2 separate regions of the Mus musculus genome follow, and region 1 is linked to region 2. Evidence: chromatin contacts called from public HiChIP or PLAC-seq data. All regions are on one chromosome and are shown on one strand. Each heading gives the region's core, a stretch centred on a gene start, on an enhancer-like site or on the middle of the called end of the contact. The rest is flanking DNA. Distances are from core to core; before and after follow the strand shown.

What was found. HiChIP or PLAC-seq counts read pairs in DNA pulled down with a chosen protein or histone mark.
Region 1: an H3K27ac HiChIP or PLAC-seq map of neural progenitor cells shows a contact between it and region 2, with 176 times the contacts expected there. The contact joins two enhancer-like sites. A contact is called at or near these places in 1 of 484 Hi-C or Micro-C datasets (embryonic fibroblasts) and 2 of 115 datasets of contacts at active chromatin or transcription factors (embryonic stem cells and neural progenitor cells).

Annotation. Positions count from the first base shown.
Region 1 is chr2:78,538,030-78,541,356 of GRCm38.p6, reverse strand. No RefSeq gene overlaps it. Among named protein-coding and RNA genes, the nearest start is that of Gm46750, 150 kb to the right of the region's middle. Within about 2 kb of position 1,321, at least 43 of the 459 cell types and tissues checked have an H3K27ac peak or open chromatin away from gene starts, as enhancers often do. A contact at or near this core is called in neural progenitor cells, where this site is marked.
Region 2 is chr2:78,187,866-78,191,212 of GRCm38.p6, reverse strand. 4930440I19Rik (RIKEN cDNA 4930440I19 gene) reads right to left here. Exons shown (of 7, transcript NR_108098.1): 6 at 3,095-3,276. Among named protein-coding and RNA genes, the nearest start is that of Gm14461, 48 kb to the left of the region's middle. Within about 2 kb of position 1,477, at least 25 of the 459 cell types and tissues checked have an H3K27ac peak or open chromatin away from gene starts, as enhancers often do. A contact at or near this core is called in neural progenitor cells, where this site is marked.

The DNA.
Region 1 (3,327 bases), core at 72-2,571, 350 kb before region 2:
TATTTGCTTTATAAACACTACCTTTTGTCCAAAGTCTGAAGTTTAATTAACAGCATAATCAAGATATACCAAGTCCCTCTCCATTGACCTCATACCACATTGTTTACCATGGACAGATTGGACACATGTATAGGAGTGGACAGTATATACCCCGGGGGCTGCCTTTATCGTTTATACGTTGCTTTCGCTATAACTGGAGAGAGATGGATGGAGCTTGTTGTCATATGGGTGGATCCTGATGTCAAGCCTTCCAGCGACTACAGTCAGTTCATGATTTGGACTCGGATCATTCATCAACAGCAAAAAAAGAAGCTTTAATAATGGACAGACTAGCTTCTCACTACAAATACTTGCAATAAGAACATATTTCCAAATTGTGGTATTAAAATACTAAATTGTTACCAAACCAAATACCCTCATTAAAATTATAGTGCCCTGGATAAAATTCTACAAGAGAGAAACCACTATTCCAAGTTCTCAAGGTATCATCTACCTGGGCTGGAACCACACTCTGACTCTCAGTGAAGCCACAGTTAGTTATATTTTACCCTTCAGTGCATAGGTTCTTTCTGCTATCAGGAATTACTAATTCTTTCATCCACTGAGCGTTCCTGACCTCCCTACAATAGGGCCTAACATTCGCCCTCCCATTCTTTCACTGTGTATGACCAGTGACTGCTCTTTCATTGGAACACAGATGATTTGTTTTACTGCTCATTTCAGCTCAGACCTCATCTCTTTGAAAACAAAGATGTTATTTGTTTGCATCTCTAGTGCCAGGATAATGACAGGGTCCTTGTTTGTGAAGCAACCATTGCCAGGGTCACATGAAATGATCACACGAGGTGAATGAGGGGCAGGAATGCAAACCATTTGTCCATGTCCCCAGTAAGCTTTCCAGCTGTGAAAAGGTGAGAGTAACCATTTATCCCATTCGTGTTGATAAAATCAACTCCGAATAAAATGAAAGCCAAGAGTAGCTTTCAAGTGAAAAGGTATCCATCCCTTCAGTAAACATTCACTGATTAATCACTGCATGCCACCAAAGGTGAGATAAATGACACAGTCCCTGCTCCCAAGCAGACAAGAAATAAATCACTCAGGTCCAGGATGGTGAGAGCTGTAGGGTCCTGAGAGAGGGGAAAGATGTCACCTACACACACCAGAGGACTCAGGGAGGAATCTCTGTAGAGGACACAGCCAATGTCCTTGAAATACTCGGAGGCCTGATGTAAGAAGAAAACAAAGACCATTCTAAGTAGCAAAGCCATGGGAAAGTTAGTGTTGGGAAAGGAGCCAGCAAGTCCTTCGGGGAATCTGGAAGTACTTTGGCATGGCTGGATTTGTGGCTTGACAGTAAGAGCAGAATAGAGAAAAGAGACATTCTATCTGCTTATATGCTGGTAATGGTAAAAATGAATGCTTATAAGTGAGCCTCGAGTCTTTGACCTTTCTGAATTCATGGATTTCACGTGTAGATGCAAAGTAAGTTTCTGTGCTGCTATAATTAGAGTCTGGGTTAGCCAGTCAAATTTGACATATCTTGGGGAAATTTTTTCCTCATGACTCAGGAAAGTTAAGCTAATCCTATTTGGTAACAGTTTTAAAGTTGACTGCATTACAAACCCACAAGTTAGGGTTGGCAACGTAGCCCAGTGGCAGAACATTTACCCAACATATGAAAGGGTTTTGTGTCTATAAATACATAAATAATAAATGATCCAAAATATGTATGGACTAAATATTTTATGCAAATTATTAAAAAACATTAAATTTATATTTCTAAATCTAGACTAAAAGAAAATTAGCTAGTTTGGAAGACAGCGTATTTCGGTAAAACAAACCGCACTTTGTAAGTCGTGAGCCCTGCCTACCGACCAGATGCGACTGCTGTCTCAGAGGTTTCCCCTCATGAATGACTGATTTAATTTAGAAGAAGATTAAAGTGTCCGTAAGAAATTTCAATAGTGATTTCTTCAATTGAACTTAATCCAAATTTGACTTTATATTCTAGGGATGTATGTCTGTTAACTCTAATTCTAGTGCCTGGCTTTGAATTCTTTAATCAGTATTTCCTCTTTATAGTATCCAGGTGACACTTACTAAGTTTGTGTGTAGACTTCCTTGTTTCTCTGAGAAAGTCACATAATCAAGGAACAGACTTATTTTTAAAGACAGTTGCACCTGCAATGCAGAATATAAAATTCCCAAGGACCCTTGTCACTGTGAGGTGGACAGAACTGTGACACATGCAGTGACCAAGCGCATCACAACTTCTATATGATGGCTATCAATGGAACCATTCATTATTGACTACAGGACGTTCAAGTCTTAAAATATGTTTGAACTTTTCGAAGAGCGATAATGAAATAAAGAAGCACATTCTTGCTTAAAACGAGGGAGTTTAGACAGTGAAGTGTTCAAGTTAAGCCCCGATTCTTTATCTCAGCCCCAGACTCCCAGCAATAATACTGAGACTCAAACTGTATTTACCCACCCCTTGACCATACAGCTAGGCTCTTCTCTGACTAGATATAACTTACAATATCCCATTTATTCTAGGCTACAGTCTACAGTGTGGCTGGTTACCTGTGCTCAGTTACAATGTGTTCAACTTGTGTTCATCTTCACAGCAAATTCCCCTCATCTGGCTCTCTTCCAGAATCCTCTCTCTTCCTGCCAGTGTTCTGCCTCCTATTTCCTGTCTTATCTCACTGGCCAGAGGCTCTTTTTTTATTCATAGGTCATGCTCATCAGAGATTCTCATACAGTTAAGAATCTCCCAGAACAAATTCCATTCAAGTTGTTTGCAGAGGTACTCAGTACAACCTCAGTCCCAAGAATCCTTCAAAGTAGATGAGGTAGTAGTTATTCCCAAGCCCAGCATTTTTATTATTCACAGAATACACTTCTCTGATGAATAGATAGTGTCCTTTATTTCATGTCAATTTGTAAACATGCAAGTTTTGGAAAAGGCTGAAGATTAAGTTAGATGTGCTGGCATTTGCATGTAATCCCAGCACTTAGGAACTTGGGACAGGAGACTCAAACTTGAATACAGCCTGAGCTACACAGTATGGCCCTATGTGTAAATAGTAATAGTAATAATAATAATAATTATTATTATTATTATTATTATTATAGCAAAGGTAGACTAACAGACTTCTAAATTTTATTAGAATATAATTTAGAAAATTTCAAAATATTAGATGAAAGCATCCCTATAATAAATAAACAATACCTAGAATTGATGCTACCATTAGTAAATAAAGCTCATTGGAAATCAGATGGGAAATATTTTGTTTTGTGTTTGAAACATGAAAAATC
Region 2 (3,347 bases), core at 228-2,727:
TTTATTAGACTTTCTGATTTCTTCATAACATCACAGACATTTTCATTTATTGTTTAATTTCTCCAAATTACAGTAGGTGAGCAAGAGGCCTCCTCTGAGTTATCCTTCCTGCTTTGCCTCCATGGAAGGGCATTTTTAATTACTTAAGCCTTTCAATTTTTCTAAGAATCATAACCTACCAGAATAGAACATCATTTTGAAATGGATATAATAAGAGAGCTGGTGTTTGTCTTAGTTTCTCATCTCCTCAAGGTTTTTCCTAAATGGAGGCAAGCCACAGTGGGCAGGAACAATAACAAATTAAGAAAAGAATTAAAACATCAGAAGGGACAAAAACTGGACACTTCTGTGAACATCTGTCCGCAGAGACCATTAGCCAAAGGAGTCGGGGAAGAGACCACAGTGTGAGGTTTTTAATAATGTTGAAAAATACAGAAAGAAAAATGTTCTCTCCGTCTCTCAAATCCAAACAACAAAGCTTAGAGAAAGATTTCTTCTTCTGCTTGGACTAGGAAGAGGGAAGGCGATCTGAACTAGGTCCAGCATGATGAAACTCGAGGCTACACAGAGCCCTATGGTTCTTGCCACCAGGAAGCTCCCTGTGAACTAAGCCTACAGAAACTTTGTATTCTAGCAACCAAGGGTCTGTCTCCTGTATCCTCTTGCCAACCTTTGGTAGTATCAGAAAAGCAAAATTTCACCTTCTAAGGCAGGGGCAAACAGGGAGGCAAAATTTGTGGTATGAAACCTGGTGCTAAAGATACGATAATGAAACTCACCAAGTAGAATCCAAAAGTGCATACCCCAAGGCCAGTGCTGACAGATGGAGCCTCTAGACCTGCCCTAATTCTAGGCTATACCCTAGCCACTGATCAAACTGGGATAGTGATTCTTACCTGTGGATTAAGAGAGATATCACCGGGCAGCTTTGTAGCATCCTGTTGCTCAGGCTGCCACCTTCCCTGAACCATCAAAATCAGAATCTCTAAGTGTGAGCTTTGGCATTTGCATTGCTTCAGCTTCCAGTGTTGCAATGAGTAGCCAAAGCCAGAAACCACCAGACCAAGCAGTTAAATTTAGAGGCCAATTCTTCCACGTTACTTTGAATTGTACAGAAATCTCATTAAATACAGTCATTACATTCAAAGGAAGAGTAATAAACTAAATAAGCTCACTGCCTGAATTTTCCAGTATCTACTGCACACTATCAGTTAGGCAGATGACAAGGGTATGGTAATTGAATCAGGACTTTCATGAGATCCCTTAAGTGGCAGATGCAAGAGCAAGGGGCTGTCTGAGCTCTGTACTCCTGTCCAGCTGTGGAAAATCTAGAAGATCTCTGAAGCAGCTGCAGGTAGAACCTGGCCTTTGTCCACAGCCAAAGAAACACTTGCCACCACCCCAAGCAGCTGTCCCAGAGCATGAATGAAATGACTCTGCCAGTAACCATGAGCAGCTGCTGAGGCCAGCTGCTGGCATGGGGGTGGGGAGGTCAGGACTATGAAGTCATTCTATAGTGATTGCCAGCACCTGGGGGAGCCCGGATCCTTCCCAGGGCAGCTTGAGCAGCAGAGAAGAAGCAGGGGAAGACACTGCAAATAAACTGCTTCAAATCAAAGGAGTAATTAAGGCGCATGCTTTGACAAGAAGCTGTAGGTAACTTTCCTGTTTGCTTTGAAACATGTCTGGAGATGCTAAAATATATCTTAAATCTACGAGCTAGTACATTGTTTTCTTAACCACTGTTGTTTTATTGTTTGTTTGTTTGTTTGTTTGTTTGAATCTTCTTTATATTTGTCAGGATTTATAAATACAAGCTAAGAAGTTTTGAGCCACTTTAAATGAATGAATTCTTCCTTTATTCCACATGACAGGTGATAATATATTTTAAAAGTGTTACTTTTTAGTGAATTGGAAAGTGCATTTAAAGATGCTAACAAACCGTGTACCATTGAATACCTCTCTCCATCTCTCTGCCATCTAATGAATGTTACTAAGCAATGAGAACACATCACAGTCCATAAGGCACAGAGGTCCTGGGTCCTTTTTAATGCTTTCTTGTTAACCTGCTCCCAAAATAATGCTCTAACTCTATTCACTTACTCTATTGGTTTCTATACCTCAAACATCTTATGACATGATTTAGTTTAACATCTTTTTAATCCAAGACACAGTAAGTTAGACCATAGAGCTATGGCAAGAATATAAGAGATGACAGTCTTGAAGCAATTCCACAAATACACATCATTTTATGACTGAACCTTTGTAAATCTAAAATTGCATCAGTCCTGGCACGATCCCTTACGTGATGAGCAAGGTCACAGGGAGCCCCTTGCCTTTGCCGCACCAGCATAGCACTTACAGGGAAAAGGCAGCCCCTTGTTCAAGTGAGTGTGGTCTGGGAGCTGAGTAGCACTGAACAAAATTAGTTCAAAAACCAAAATTCTCTTCGCTGGACTGTGGTTAGAGAGGATCATCCCAATAATGCCAAGTTACCTCCTGGCCCACTCTAGGATCTGAAAAAGGACAGACACTCCTTCCTAAGTCACAGTGATTGAAAACAAAAATAAAGGAAGGATTGTGGATCAGAGGAATCTGTGAGGTAAGAAACACACACACACGTACACACACACCTTATATCACTAAGTATCAGAGAAGGCACCCTCAAAAAATGATAATTCAAAGTCACGGTGCAAAATGTTTTACCTGATAATGGTATAGTCAAGGGTGACAAACAACATGCACAGAAGTAGAAATACAACAGCTACCAGAATCTGGAACATCAGAATCTTCCTTGCCTTTTCAAGGGCCAGAGCCAGGCCAAGATAACCAGAGAGGAAGCAGCCCCTAGCTCATCGTGGGTCTCCACTGACCAAATACAACAGTAAGTCAAATGACAAAAGAGAGCTCAGGGTAAGATACAAATGAAAAGAACAGGTTTGTTAGGTCAAACAGAAGGCATCCTGCACACAACCCTTATATTCTACAGTTTGTGGGAGCTTTGAGTCCATTCATGCCACAATGGTGTACTGTTCCCCACCCCCCAGGCACTCTACATACCATGTAGTCACCACATTCCCAGAAGCAACCTTACCATTTTCTTAGGAGAAATCCAAAGGCCATTCATCTGTGGTGTGGTAAGCTGTTCAAGCACCTCTGGTACACCAAAGCTCTACAAGCGCTCAAAAATGAAATGATCAAGAGAACCTCTGCCATCCTAGACTCTAAGCGGCTTCTCCGTCTGTATTCCTTGCCCTTTGTCCTTTGTATTGTCACCTGTTAGGGAGGGAGAAACAACTTGCCATCTCCTGCATCCATTGTGAATCTTAAAACAAACAAACAAATAA